2 separate regions of the Zea mays genome follow, and region 1 is linked to region 2. A link is a contact called in public Hi-C data. All regions are on one chromosome and are shown on one strand. The core of a region is the stretch at or near the end of the contact, and the rest is flanking DNA. Distances in the headings are between cores, read along the strand shown. Region 1 holds the start of LOC542359 (glossy 8). Region 2 holds the start of LOC103627379 (repressor of RNA polymerase III transcription MAF1 homolog).

What was found. Hi-C and Micro-C count contacts between places; a contact is called where the count stands out from the background.
Region 1: a Hi-C map of ear shows a contact between it and region 2, with 5 times the contacts expected there. The contact joins the promoter of LOC542359 here to the promoter of LOC103627379 in region 2. A contact is called at or near these places in 9 of 25 Hi-C or Micro-C datasets (bundle sheath, ear, endosperm and 5 more).

The regions. Positions count from the first base shown.
Region 1 is chr5:184,912,504-184,920,045 of Zm-B73-REFERENCE-NAM-5.0, reverse strand. It overlaps LOC542359 (glossy 8), which reads left to right and starts at 5,927. Exons shown (of 3, transcript NM_001111936.1): 1 at 5,927-6,707; 2 at 7,537-7,542. The coding sequence starts at 6,055. LOC103628738 (B3 domain-containing protein Os02g0598200) reads left to right here. Exons shown (of 7, transcript XM_020538582.3): 2 at 169-1,301; 3 at 1,422-2,697; 4 at 3,365-3,466; 5 at 3,606-3,763; 6 at 3,916-4,212; 7 at 4,313-4,696. The coding sequence starts at 234. The coding sequence ends at 4,173.
Region 2 is chr5:184,617,365-184,624,309 of Zm-B73-REFERENCE-NAM-5.0, reverse strand. It overlaps LOC103627379 (repressor of RNA polymerase III transcription MAF1 homolog), which reads left to right and starts at 3,790. Exons shown (of 11, transcript XM_008647669.2): 1 at 3,790-3,931; 2 at 4,168-4,234; 3 at 4,340-4,410; 4 at 4,495-4,544; 5 at 5,458-5,531; 6 at 5,776-5,838; 7 at 6,170-6,257; 8 at 6,563-6,625; 9 at 6,698-6,777; 10 at 6,869-6,940. The coding sequence starts at 4,203.

The DNA.
Region 1 (7,542 bases), core at 4,678-7,177, 290 kb before region 2:
CGTTGTTGGCTTTGTTTTCTGGACTTTGAGTTTTTTACTTCAGTTTGGTTGTTCTCCCCGATGTAGAAATTTCTGCTTTGCATCCATTTTTTTGGGGAGGGTTTGTGTGTTTATGATACTAGTAACCTCATCTTATTGATGTTGGTCTTATGCCTTTCCCTTGTCTAGTGCCATGCCTTCCTCTTCTCTAGTGCCTGAGCCCTGAAGTGACCAATATTGTCGGTGGTTTAACCATGGGAGGAGGAAACGAATTCTTGGTGGGGATGACCGGCTCTGCTCCTGATTCTGCCCGCCAGAAGCGGTGTCACGACACTGCCAACGGTGAGGTGCGGGACGGCGACACTGTGGTAAAGAACGGGAAGACGTCCGATGCTGCCTCCGTAGAGAAGAGGGAGAAAAAGGAACATCTGTTTAAATGCAGTGCCTACCATGGGAAGGATACGGACATGTGGAGTGGCGACCAGAGGATAAACAAGAGCAGGGTGCCTGCCGCATTATGTGAGCAGGGAAGGGAAATGGATGATGACCTGAACAAAACCAACAGCAAGGAGAGGATGATGGGTGTTGAACTGGACAAGGAAAAGACGATTACATCGGATGACTGCAGTAAGGTTGAGGGTAAGAAAAAGTTCAACACCGCATCCCCTGAGGAGGAGAGGAAGAAGAAACCTCACAATGCCAGCACTGGGAAGAATATGCAAAGGGATGATGACAAGGAGGTGGTAAGGATTATGAGTAACTCTGATACTAAGGTGAAGATCAAGAAGGTGTCCACCCCATTACCTAAGAAGGAGAAGAATAAGGAAAAGCTAAACAAAACCTACCGAGAGAAGAAGATGCAGGCTGCTGACAGCAAGATGCGGAGTTGTTACAGTGGAGTGAAGAAGGGGAAGGTGCCCACAGCATTTTGTGATAAAGAAAAGAAAAGGAAAATGCCTGACAATACCAGTAGTGAGAAGGAGACTGCACCAATCACACCTGCTGTTAAAGAGAAGAAAATGAGGACGACTGAGAGCATGGAGATTAAGATGAGACATGACAGACAGAATAGGAGAAATGTGCCGCTTGATGTATCTAACTTGAAGATGGGTACATCAAGTGGCTCTAACTATAAAATATGGAAGGAGAAATTACCACACACATTATTGAAGGAAAAAAAGAGGATGTGGCGCAATGATAGTGATAAGATTTATGGTGGCAGGGTGAAGGAATTGAAAATATTTAGCGGCGGCAAGGAAAAGAATAATCAGGCTCCCATTGCATTTTTAAAGTTCGTACGCAACAATGCCGAGAAATTTCTGGTATGGTTTTGTTTGTTGCTGCTTTCCATTACAGCTATGCTATCCATTTCTTTTATTTTCCTTTATTTGTCTTATGCCATGGCCCCTACAAAACATCATGTACATGCATATATTGTGCAGGTGATACCACGAATTGTTGCACCCAGACTGGAGTATTTGACTAATCAACTTGTGTATCTTAAAGATTCAAAGGGAAAATGTTTAAAGGTCCTGGTATCGAAGGTGGTTGATTCCCTTGCTTTTGATCAGGGATGGGATGTTTTTGTCTCAAACCATTTGATTAAATGGGGTGAATTTCTGTTGTTTGAGTATATTGCTGAGCGTACATTTTCTGTGCGGGTTTTTGGTACGGATTCTTGTGAAAGACTCGACTTCAATCCTGAGAGCACAAATAAAGGTGAAACTAAGAAACAGGCATGGAGTAATATGCCACCTGATGATTTGGTCGTCACAGATGGTATTTCAGAAAACAGTGGCTACTATGTTTCTGGCGAATGTCCTAGGACCAAAGTGCCTCAAACATGTCATGTAACTTGCAATACAAAAAAAGACCCTAAACGAGTTGAACGTGTGGTTGGATCTGGACCAGTGGCACAAGATATCAGTGGTAATTTGATTGGTCCACAGTGCAAAACAAAGGGTACTCCACTGTGCAGCAAAGGAAAAACAGTAATTATGATTATAGATTCTGAAGATTCTGAACCTTCCGCGCATGAAAAAGAGGATACAATGAAGCTAGCCACATCAGGACCAGATTCAGATATAAGTCTTGTGGCTGTTAATACCAATGAGGACCCTATAAGAGCTCAAAGTGGCATTGGGAATGGACCCTCAGCTGTACTAGCTGACGAGAAGGGGAATTTCCCTGAAATTGAGTGTGGAACCAAGTGCATTTCAGCAACATGCAGTGAAGTAAAAACAGTATCTCAAATTATAAGTGCTACAGCTCTCTTAGATTTACATGATTCAGATGAAAATTTAGGCAGAAAACAAAGAACAAATGCCATTCCTTTAGATTCTAGGACAACCGCGGAAGATTATCATAATTATAGCAAGATGATCATTATCCAAAACTTTAATAGAAAATATGAAGCTCCTGGAGGTTTCCGATGCTTGGAGAAGTGGAGGAAGGATGTTGTGAACAATCAAACAGCTCTTGATTGCACTGCACCGATTAAACATGAAAACCCACAAAAAACTGACGGCATGTTGGTTGATGGTTACGGTTTGATTGAACTGAACCCAGTAGATGAGTACATTTGTTCCGAGGGAAATCATGAATGTGTCCAACCAGTATTCACAATGCCCATCAAAGAACCATCAAGTGCTGACAGAGTAATCGATTGCGGACGTGATGGGACAGAGATCAACTATAGCATCAATGAGAAAGATGGAGGTGCGCTTCGTCTCATAATTTTCTTTATTATAGCTACCAGTATAGGTCTTGTTTGGATGCACTGGTATCTACCTCAATCCACCCATGTTGGCGTGGATTGGAGGGGAAATTAAACTAAGTTACATCCTAATCCACTCCAAGAGGTGGATACTAAGTGCATCCAAACAAGGCCATATGATGTCAAAGCTTCTGTGCTGTTTCATTCAAAAGAAGAAGAGTTTATTGCGGTGGTAAATGGTTTTTTGTAGTAGAGAAATAGTTTCCATTATCATTCTATAGGTGCTTCTGTTCTACTTGAAGCAAAAGGAGAACAAACCCATGGGAAGCATTGTACATAGCCAAAGTAACAATGTCTGGTTGAGTGCAAACCCTGTAGTTGCGGGTAAATATGCTGCACTAGGACTAAACCCTAGCAGGTCTGAAGGAAGTTGTGCCTTTATTGAATCAATGTTAACAGGGTCCATTGAGAAAACCTCAAGTCCTGACGAAATATCTAAATGCAAGAATAGCATGATGGAGACTGCACATAATGTCAATGGAAAAGGTGGTGGTGTGCTCTTTAACTTTCTAGTATCACTTCAACTGTTTTTCTTTTCAAAGATCTCTTGGTTGTTTATTGTGGATATAATTGTTGTTTATAGCATATTATCGAATCTATGTTTGGTAGGAACTACTGCTCAATTTGAAACCAAAATGGATCAAGCGGAGCCAGCGAGGAGCGGTGTACGCAGCAAAATTTGCAACAGTGTTGTACCTGCCAACGAGTCAGGTGAGCTTATTTTAACTTGTTTTGTTTGATTGTAAAATTAAAGGGTGGATAACATGTTTTCTTTGAATATAAAACTAAAGAGTGGTTTCTGATCGGATAGTGTGTTTCTAATTAGTCTGTTGGATTGTGACTCATGCAGAACACCGTTCCACCAAACAGGAAGGCAGAATGTCTAGTAACCGTGAGGTCCCAGAGTCTTTGTTGCCTACAAAGGACGAAATTCCGGAGCCGGATCATCATTCTCCACCAGAGATCAACTTCCAACTGTGCATTCCTGATACTACTCAGAAATGGCTTGTGAGTTGTGCAGATTCCATAACTGGTCTTCTTTGACTAATTTTACATCGATACCGGACATCACATCACTGTACATGTTCATAGTTGTAAAGTTCTTTTTAAGTTTCTGACCACATCGCTAAAAAGGTGTTTCTGATCACTGTCACCCCCAGGACCTATCCAAGTCGCTTTCCAATGCAGTTAGACGACAGAGAAGGCATGACTATGATGTCATAATGCTGAAGGACCCCAAGAAGAGACTATGGCCTGTCGTTTACCACGACAGCCTGTTATTTGTGGGATTCACCGCGGGCTGGAAACATTTCGTGGCATCAAACGACCTTCGGGCTGGGGATGTTTGCGAACTTGTTAAGGAGCCAGACGATGGTGAGCCGGTGTACTCTGTCCGGATGTCTGATCACAAAATTTAAAGCCGCCCCGGCTTTATCTGTGCGCTTCTCTTCTGTTAGGTGGGCTGCTAAACTCTGTGGTTTGTCTTTTTTTTTACCTGTCAGTCGAGTGGTTTGTCTTCTTTCCCTAATAACCCGTTTGCAACTTGCGAGTGTGCAGACCTCCAAGAAGCATGGTGCAGCCGACTTGCGGACCTTGTGAAAAGCATGTGGGTCTGCCCCCCCTTTTTTTTGCTGGAAGTCATGGAGAAACCATGTGGGTCAGGCGTTTCTGCGTGGATTTTTGACGATCCACAGCCTATAAAAACATAGAGCGACACAGCTGTAGTAGTACTGTAGAAGTCGGGCAGTGTGGGACTGCAACATGAATTGTGATGTGTTGTGTGGTTGGGACTTGGAAGTGGTGGTGTAACCATGTGCTGTGATGTTGCAGCCATGTGCGCGCGGTGGTCATGGTCGATTTTGCTCTCTGCCGTTTGAACATTCCGACCATGCCTGAACTGGATAAAGATTTCAGTATATAATAGTGTACTGTTACTACTTACTATTGTCCTTACCGTTTATGGGTTTACACTAAAAAAAAATCTTCGATGCTCTCCTAGAGGAAAATGCAAACCGTTCCGATTGTGGAAGCGACGTCGTCGTCGCAGATGGATTCGCGGCGTCGTGACAAGACTTCCATCCGCGCAAGGCGGTGTTTGCCCAACGCCCATGCTGCTACTGCTACTGGTAGCCGGCAGCCGCATTGATCCATCGATCGATTCCCATTCCCCCCTCTCCCACCTGCCTGGATTGAAGCCGGCACCCACTCGCGTCCATTGCGCGGCACGGCTCGCCACTCGCGTCCCACCTGGCAGTGGCTCAGCAGCCAGCACGACGCCTCGACGGTCGTGCAGTGCACAAGGGTTGGGATTTCCGCCCGCCACCGGCGACCACATCCCCAACGGCCCCCGTCATTATTTCGGCTCATCAAACCCGACCTGCCAAGTGCCAACCCCGCTGTCCCCTTCGTCAAGGCACAGCCAAGATGCGCATCAAATCCACAGTTATTACAGCAGAGCTGGAGATGCGCCCGGTGCACCGTGAGCGGGTTGCCTCTGATCTGCATCTGCTCCGGCCTCTGGTCTGGATGCCATGCCAGTCAACCTCCGCAGCTCGCCGGTTCATCTGCCACGCGAATAGGCTGATGACTTGGCAGGTGAGCCTACCAAACACGTCAACGGTTACGTCGGTGAATTTGACGTGCCCAAAGAGTGTGGCGCGTGCTATGTTATAATCTGTGTGTCTCCGTCTGTTTGTTGTAACTTACCCTTACCCCTGGCCCTGAGAGTAAAAACTGTTCCTGCGCAGCTGCCTTGGCTGATGAAGAGGGCAGCCGAACGCTTGTATCTCACGTAAAGACTGCTACTTTGACTCGCATTCCTTTGTAACCTGCACGAGGAAGTGAGAAAGAAAGGTTGTCCGCTAGGATGTGGTCTTTCTCCGCAATGAATTTATCCAGTTTTATACTACTACTTTCATTCTTAAATATTTATTATCCGTCATTTTATTTTTATACTAAAACGACGACAAGTAAAAAATAAATGAGGAAGAATTTCTCTATAAGAGCACCACTACAAGAACTTGAAAATCCACTTTGAAATTTGTCCGTCCATACGAACTCTACGACTACGAGCCTACTACTCTACTACTGCCTACGGAGGAGAGAGAGAGATTTCATGAGTTCGTGTTCAGTTAGTCTTGGTGCACCAGTTCCACCCACCACCGGATATAGGTCATGCCCCTTATAAGCTCGACACAGGGGCAGGCACACCGCACAGCACCGCACCGCACTGCATCGGTCGCCAGCCGAGCCGAGCCGAGCCCTGCTCTCTCCTCCAGCTCCCCAAATCACACTCCGCCATGGCCGGCACGTGCGCTCACGTCGAGTTCCTCCGCGCGCAGCCGGCGTGGGCGCTGGCGCTGGCCGCGGTGGGCCTGCTCGTGGCCGTGCGCGCCGCCGCCCGCTTCGCGCTCTGGGTCTACGCCGCGTTCCTCCGCCCGGGCAAGCCCCTGCGCCGCCGCTACGGCGCCTGGGCCGTCGTGACGGGCGCCACCGACGGCATCGGCCGCGCCGTCGCCTTCCGCCTCGCCGCGTCCGGGCTCGGGCTCGTCCTCGTCGGCCGCAACCAGGAGAAGCTGGCCGCCGTCGCCGCCGAGATCAAGGCCAGGCACCCCAAGGTCCCCGAGGTGCGGACTTTCGTGCTCGACTTCGCCGGCGAGGGGCTGGCCGCCGCCGTCGAGGCGCTCAAGGACTCCATCCGGGGCCTCGACGTCGGCGTGCTCGTCAACAACGCCGGCGTGTCCTACCCGTACGCGCGCTACTTCCACGAGGTGGACGAGGAGCTGATGCGCACCCTCATCCGGGTCAACGTCGAGGGCGTCACGCGTGTCACGCACGCCGTGCTGCCGGCCATGGTCGAGAGGAAGCGCGGCGCCATTGTCAACATCGGCTCCGGCGCCGCCTCCGTCGTGCCTTCTGATCCGCTCTACTCCGTCTACGCCGCTACCAAAGCGTGAGCTCCCCGTTTTCCTAGTCACTGCTTCCATGCTGTCCGTTGCGCATGCTATAGCTTAGATTGGCTCGATTCTAGGATAGATGGCTTCTAGTACAAGTAAGATTGCGACTGATCGAGAACAAAAGGAGCACGTCTTTCTTGCCTACATGGTTTGGGAACTATTGTAGCAACACTGGGATCAGGAATCAGAGGAAACGCCTTCAGTGTGAATCCCTACCTTGCGTGTTGGTCATGCCAGATTCTGATGCAATCATAGGGGGAGTTAGTTAGATATGCATTCAGATGCTAGAATTAGTTGGGTACTGAAATTCCATCAGTCTAGGATTACTCGAAATGTCTAGATCTGACGTATGATCCTTCTCCTTAGGGGAAAGAAAAAGATAGGTAACTGCATAAGCAAAAAAACTTTTACTGTAAGGCGTACTGGTTTTTGTTTGCATAAGAAATTAAGAACTAAAAAAAACTTTTGTGATGCTCCTGTTGAGTTGGTCTAACATCCATCCTGCTTGCAACTATTAGAGCTCACTGAATAGTGGGGCTATATTATCCTGTGATCTAATATTAGATGAATAGTTGAAAAACCTATAAACAATGATATATTATCATGTAAGGCCTCCTATTTGTTTGTGTATCTTTGTGTTATGCACTACATATTTAGCTGAAAATGCGAGCATGATGATTCTTCCATAGGTGGGTGTGGGTGGGTGGGTGGGCGGGCGCGTGCGTGTGTGTGTGTAATTCAAAAATAGCTGTAATTAGGCAGATGCACACATTCTCTTGATCTTACTAAGTGCACACTAAAAATAATGTTATTTGTATTTTCCAGGTATGT
Region 2 (6,945 bases), core at 2,541-5,040:
AATAGTTAGTTGTTAAAATTAGCTGGTGACATCTAAACAACCCAAGTAATAGTCTAGCTATTAGCTGCTTTTAGCTAGAGACATTCAAACACTCTCAGTTAATAGTCCAACAAACTATTAATTACACTCGCAACTATCCATCAATTATTAGCTAGTTAAATCCAGCTAAAATTAGCTAATAGTTAGCTAGATATTTGTTAACCAACTAATTTCATTAATAATTTTTTTTAACTATTAGCTCTAGTGTATTTAAAACTAGACCTTAGTTTTACGTTGTAAGAAAATACAATAAGAGATGAGCAGTAAAAAACCTCATGTACCTTCTCTCTGTCTTCCTCTTTTTCCCCTATTTTGACTAAAAGCCAAAAGATAAGGTTCCAAGTGCTTCTAAAACTATGCTATGTAGTTCTAGTTACGAAATTATGCTATGAGGTCTCAACCAACGTTAATTCTATGGTGCGTTTGGTTGGAGAGTCAATCAGAATGGAACAGTTTCATTCTAGTTTTTGAGAATGTAACTATTCTATTATCTGTTTGGCAAGCAGAACAGAGTCACTATATTTTTTGTTTGGTTGAAGAGTATAATAGAGCAGAGCCGATCTGTTCTTTGTTTGGTTGGAGAGCCACATGAGTGTAGAGGGGAGAAGATGAAGGAGAGCGCTCGCGTCCGAGAGAGCGCTCGCATTCAACCATTTTGGTGGAGCGGAGCATTCCAATTATTTATGATAAATTTTCTATATGGAGTCTTCAGGAGTCGCTCTGCTCCTCTTTTGTTGGAAAACAAACATCCAAAAAACTAGAAAAGAGCCGGTCCATTCTCCTCCACTCTTTAACCAAACGCACCCTTAGATCACGCTTATTTTATGTGTTGACGCGTGTTGTGGTCTGTTAGGAAAGGAAAACGACAACATTTGGAGTCTAGAATGCTGTGTGTGAGGACTTCTTGTACATTTAATATTCTTTTCTCACTAAGGTTAGTATATCTCTTATGTTTTTCTTTAAAACTGAAAAAATATCACATGCCATTGTGAATTAAAATTTCTGTAGCTACCGAGATCCATTGAAAAGTACATCTAGCCTTAAGGAGTGCATACTGAAATCTTCCTTATGCATAAGTATTGTTTAATAGTTTTTTATTCTATTTGTTGCAATGCCATTTACCGTTCTCCCTCTAATTTATTCTAAAATTTGTTGCAGCTTGTCCAGCATGCATCCAAAAAAAATAGACTCAACCGCGCGTAAAGGCTTTCTTAGTTCATCTTTGGAGAGTGGAAAAGGATTCGCGGTATATGCCCGAGACAATACTGAATGTTCTCGCAAAGACTTTGAACAGGGCTATGTAGGTAAACATCATATACTCGTGGTGATTTATTCTCAGTCAGTGATAAAATTAAACCCCCTACTAAAAACACTCAAAACAGCAGTTTACGCCAATAGTATACTGGCCATTGAAACTTACTAAAGAAGCCTAGTGTCATTCAAAGAATAACAAATTTTCTATATTATACTTCTTCTGTTTTTTTTTATTTCTCGCATTTTAGTTCAAAATAACATCTCTTTTATTCATTAATTTTCTTGTTGTTTGGAACCATTTGCTAGAAATTCGGTTATAGAAGATACGCTCCCTGATTGATTTCTCTGCTAGCAATTTATCTGAATACTCTTACACATGGTTCTCTTTCTAGTGAACTGAATCGAGCACAAATTTTGTTGATGTGTACTTACTAGGGAGACCCAACATGATATATTCAATGTAATGGGTGCCATGTATGCAACAGTACTACCGTACATAAGAATTACCAATGCCACCTCTGTTCAACCTGTGATCTCCACAAAAAGATTTGCATCGTACAGAGAGCGAGCTGCTGGGATGTATTTAGCGTTGCCTTTTTACATTTGCTCTGGTAATTGTTGTTAGAATGTTATCCCCCATTTGGAAATCGTTACTGCTTGTAACATTATGCTAGCAACGAGATCCCGCTGACAATTACTCTTTGGCAGGCCACTATAAAGTTCTCTTATATTCTTGTGCAATCACTCAAATACGGTACAATCTTCTACGATTTGGGATTGTTTGAAGACAATAGCCAAGTTTGGTGACATGTGAGAGGGCAACATGATGCTATACAAGAGGGGACATACTCATCGTCCAAAGATAGAAATCAGGGGCGGAGCTAGTGTTAGCATATAAAATGATGTAAAATATTGTTTACAAGAGGGGACATACTCATCGTCCAAGTTTGGTGACATGTGAGAGGGCAACATTGAATAGCCAAGTTTAGAAAATACAATGTAAAATATTGTTTAAATACTATTTATAACGTTAACGACACTCATATAAAATGATGTCGACACTAGCAAACCTAAGGATGGTTTTGCCCATGGGTATAATCCCATGTCTAAACAACCTATGCGTTTTGCGAAGAAACATTTTATTCAATGAACTATTCCTGAGTATGTCTGATACAGCTCACAATGGGGCGCTTTCTTTTTCTAGTAAATTAATAATAGTTGGTCATGACTCCGGAACTAGAGACACACCGCACATTTTCTTTTTTCTATTAAAAGAAACAACATGCTATTCACGGAGGACAAGGTGCCTTTGGCATCCATCCATCCAGATCCAGTCGACGAAACCGCATATTCCATGCCATGCATAGTGGGATCGCCATCATGTTCTCATCTCCATCCCCGTCTCTGTTGCCCTCTCCCTAGGCCTTGTGGAGCGGGAGTCCGGCCTTTGGCTAATTTTAGGGATGGCAACAGGTCGGATTCGGACTAAGTACAATAAATACTCGCTCGTGACCATACCTGTGGGTAAAAAATTGTATCCGTGCTCGTACCTGTCGGGTATTGGGTATCCGCGGGTATATATATATATATATATATATATATATATATATATATATATATATATATATATATATATATATATATATATATATATATATAATACAGAAAAATTCCAAAAAATATAATCATAACCAGCAAAAATTTCAGAGAACTTATGCGTACAGGAACACTTCAAACAAGTCTTCATAAATTATGTGTCAACACAAGCATACAGAACATAATATGAAAACACTTCAAGTTTTCATGATACATGCTCGCTAGTTTTTTAGTTTTTACGGATATCCACGGGTAACCCGCGGGCGACAAAAAATATCCATACCCGACCCGGTTTTAACACGGGTCAGGTACGTGGCAAGACCCGCGGGTACAAATTCGTACCCGGACCCGCAGGTAAAATTGCCATCCCTAGCTAATTTTTTCGTTTCGTTGGTAAGCAAGTCCTTCAACAAATTCTTCAAATTTCTTCGGTACGATTTAGATCTATTTATTTTGAAGAATTTGAAATTTACAAAAATAAGTATTCTATATGATTTGGAATTTAACATCCTGCCACTTTTCCACTTTTTATAACTCAAAGATAAGCCCATCTCAAATTTATGAAGTGAAATATAAAAAATAATTTTATATATTAACAAAATATGTTTCTACTCTACAACTTATAACGTTTTTTGACTCATTTCTATATAGTAAAAATTTAGCAGTATTGCTAATAATAATATATAAATATATTTTATATAAAACTATATTAGCTTAATTGTTCTTTATCTAAATTATTATTATTAGAATGAAATTTAAGGATCCAAACAAAGCTATTTTAATATCCTGGGTCTATACTCAACTGAGTTAGTTAAAAAAACATAAAAATAAGACATTTTTAATATTTTAATCCTATTTTTTCATTTGGTAAGTTAACAAACACGCCTGTCACGTGGGTCCATCTGTCGGCCTATAATCTTTCCATTTCTTTCTTCTCTCTCCTTACTCGGTTCTTCCTACTCCCGATCCATCCGCAGAGGGCGGTGTCGGCCTCCTCTCCACCCGACAGCTTGGCCGGCGACGAGCACCACCAGGACACCAGGTATTTTCTCCCCCTTGGTCTTTCCTCCCTGCTGTACGAAGACGTGCGCCCGTGATTCGTAGGTAAAACCGTGCGCCCGAACCCTAACATACTATTCGTAGTCGGATCTGAATCTAATTACAAGTGTATATGCATGTATCATGGCTGCTAACTTCGATTGCTTTGCAAAAACTATTGGGTGTATCCTTTGCTGGGCCCGCCCCTGTTCTGAATCCCAATTCGCGAGACACGTCCAGATTTGACTATTTTATGAGTTCACAAGCCACCCAGCATGAAGTTTTTAGAATACACCCCCTTCGACAGGTAAACGTGGTGTTTTCTGTTGCCGGTGCTGTGCTTTTGGTTGCATGCGATCAATTCGTTTTCCCCAGTTTACTGGTTTTTTTGTTGTTTTGTTGATGTTTCCAGTATAAATTTGTTCCTCGAGCAGCTCGACCTTGGTGATTGTACAATCAGAGGGAACCTTGAGGCCTTCTCATGTAAGAAACTAGGAACATGCTTCATTGCGTCTTTTGTTGAGCATGAGCTACATGCTTTCAATAAGCTGGTATGTTAATTTGCAGGCAAGCACACTGCGACAGACCGCCGGCTTTCAATAAGCCTAGAACATGAGGTGCATGCTTTTCCTGGACCCATGGATTGTTTTATCACTGAGATCATTTTTCTTATAACAAGGCTATAAATCATGTGTAATCTACAGTGTTTTGTTTAGAAAATTTTGTCCTCTCTGGTTGGAATCATAGTAGAAGGAAGCAAAATGTTTTGATTGTTTAGATACTTTCAGATAGTCCAATAAGCCCTGGTTGGTACACTCATTTTGGGCTTATTTGCTTCCACTCACCTTTTCGTCTAACATGCTTCCTTTATTCATAGTTATTTATTGCAAAAGGGAGCCTCTCTTTCTATTTTTCGCTTTTCGGCCAGTGGACCTCTCCTGTTATACTTTATGTGAAGTTAGTTTAGGTACCTTCTCTCATGTATGGATTTGATGCTTACCAGGGATTAGTTTTGTAGATATTATATTTCATACATGAAGAATCATGGAATCATTCATGTACAAGTACAACATCATTGCTTAATGCCACCCTTCTTCAAGCTGCAGTACTATGCTTTTCCACCTGTCATGTTAGGCTTTGTCTTCTGCTTTTCGTGTGGGCTTGTAGGCTGTTTGTGTCTTCAACATTGTTTTGAATAAGTCAATGGGAGCATAGTTGTTTGATTGATTGATCAGAAGCCAAAGATTGTTTCTCCTTAATCTAAAATTTACTGAATGTCACATATGTGATATCACAGATTCACAGTTGTTATTGTTGTAGTTTGTGTTTTGTGCAATCTATTCACTAGGATCTTTAGAACATTCTTTTCCAAGCGAAACTTAATGCTTGTCATTTAAAAGCCCACAAAGAATGCATGTATGATGTTTATATGTATGCATGTTTTTTAAATGTTGATGTTCCACTTCCAGCCTTGAATTGGTGTACGCTATTTGTAATCATGCCAATCTAAATCCTCTGTTGTGCTTTCAGATTCTTGATTACCTTGGCAAGTCCTCTGATAGTGACCCGTCTTCACCAGTGGAGCACTTGGCCTCCAGATCAAGGTAGGGATCTGTGAAATATATTTATTAGAAAAAATTGCAAACATTCCAATGGTCAACCCTACCAGTTTTTCATTTACCACTGGGTCTGTCAATGACAGGTGGGCCATGGTCCCACCATTCATTGAGGCATCCAACAAATTGGGGTTTGACCCAGTTGTATGTTTGCAAAAGTTTCTATCTGTTATTCATATTTTCTTTTTACATAGCCTAACTTATATTTTTTTTTCATTTGATGTTTGTCTAGCCGGAAAACATTGATATATCTAGTTCTCACTCTTGGCCACATATATCCAGATTATGATTTCAGGTAATATTGTCTTTGTAGCAAGTGTGTTCTAATATTATCTGGGAGGAAGGATATTGGGTAATGCCATAGTCAGCTTTCTCTGGGCGATATGGCAAACCCGCTTTTGTCCTTTCCGACCAGCCTAAGGGGGTGTTGTCAGATGGTATGACAGACGGATTAATAACCGTTGCTCTTTGAGCTGAGAGTTCAATTCTCTCCATTTCCCTTGGTCTTTGGTATTTGATATATCTGACTTTCTTAAGGTCTCCTGACTATCATGTTACACATTCATGATAGCACGACCTTCAGATTAAATTTAACATCCTTTTGTCAACATCTGTTCACTTATCAGTGCTGTTCGGGCACACTTGTTCTTCCAAGAAGAGGAGTTGGAAAGTTTCAAGCAGATGGTAGACACCTACTTATCTGATGCCTCTAGGGTAATCATTTATGATTTCCTCTTTATCTTTTGGTTTGCATTTTTTTACTCTGTTCATATAAATAGATTGGTTTAGCTAGACTGCATATTCCAAAAAAGAAAAAAAATTACTCCATCTGTTTCTTTTTAGTTGTCGCTGGATAGTTCAATTTTGCACTATCCAGCGACAACTAAAAAGAAACAGAGGGAGTACAATAACTGATTTACTGGGCATAGTATAACTTAGCTAATTTAAAATGATCCTGATACTTTGTTTTGCCTTTCTCACTGTTTGATATGCCTACCTGAATTTGGACTTCTGTTCAGCAATGGGCAGCCACAAATGAAGGCAGTTCTCTTCTGGACAGTATGACTAAAGCAATTGATGAGGTCAGGATTCACTTATAATGTTTGGTCTGGAAGTTGTATAATCCTATTTTATGTTTACACCTTGTGTTTCAGGTTATCAAAATTAAAGAGTGTGACATCTACAGCTATAATCCAGACTCTGACGCAGATCCAGTTCTTGAGAAAGGGGCCATGTATGTTCGAGCGAACTAAGATAGGATTGTGATGGTTAGCTTATGCATCTGAATCGTCACTCTAATACAGATACCAACCTTTTTGTTGTAGATGGTCGTTCAACTACTACTTCTACAATAGGAAGCTAAAGCGAGTTGTGAGCTTTCGATGTTACTGCACTAGGTAGG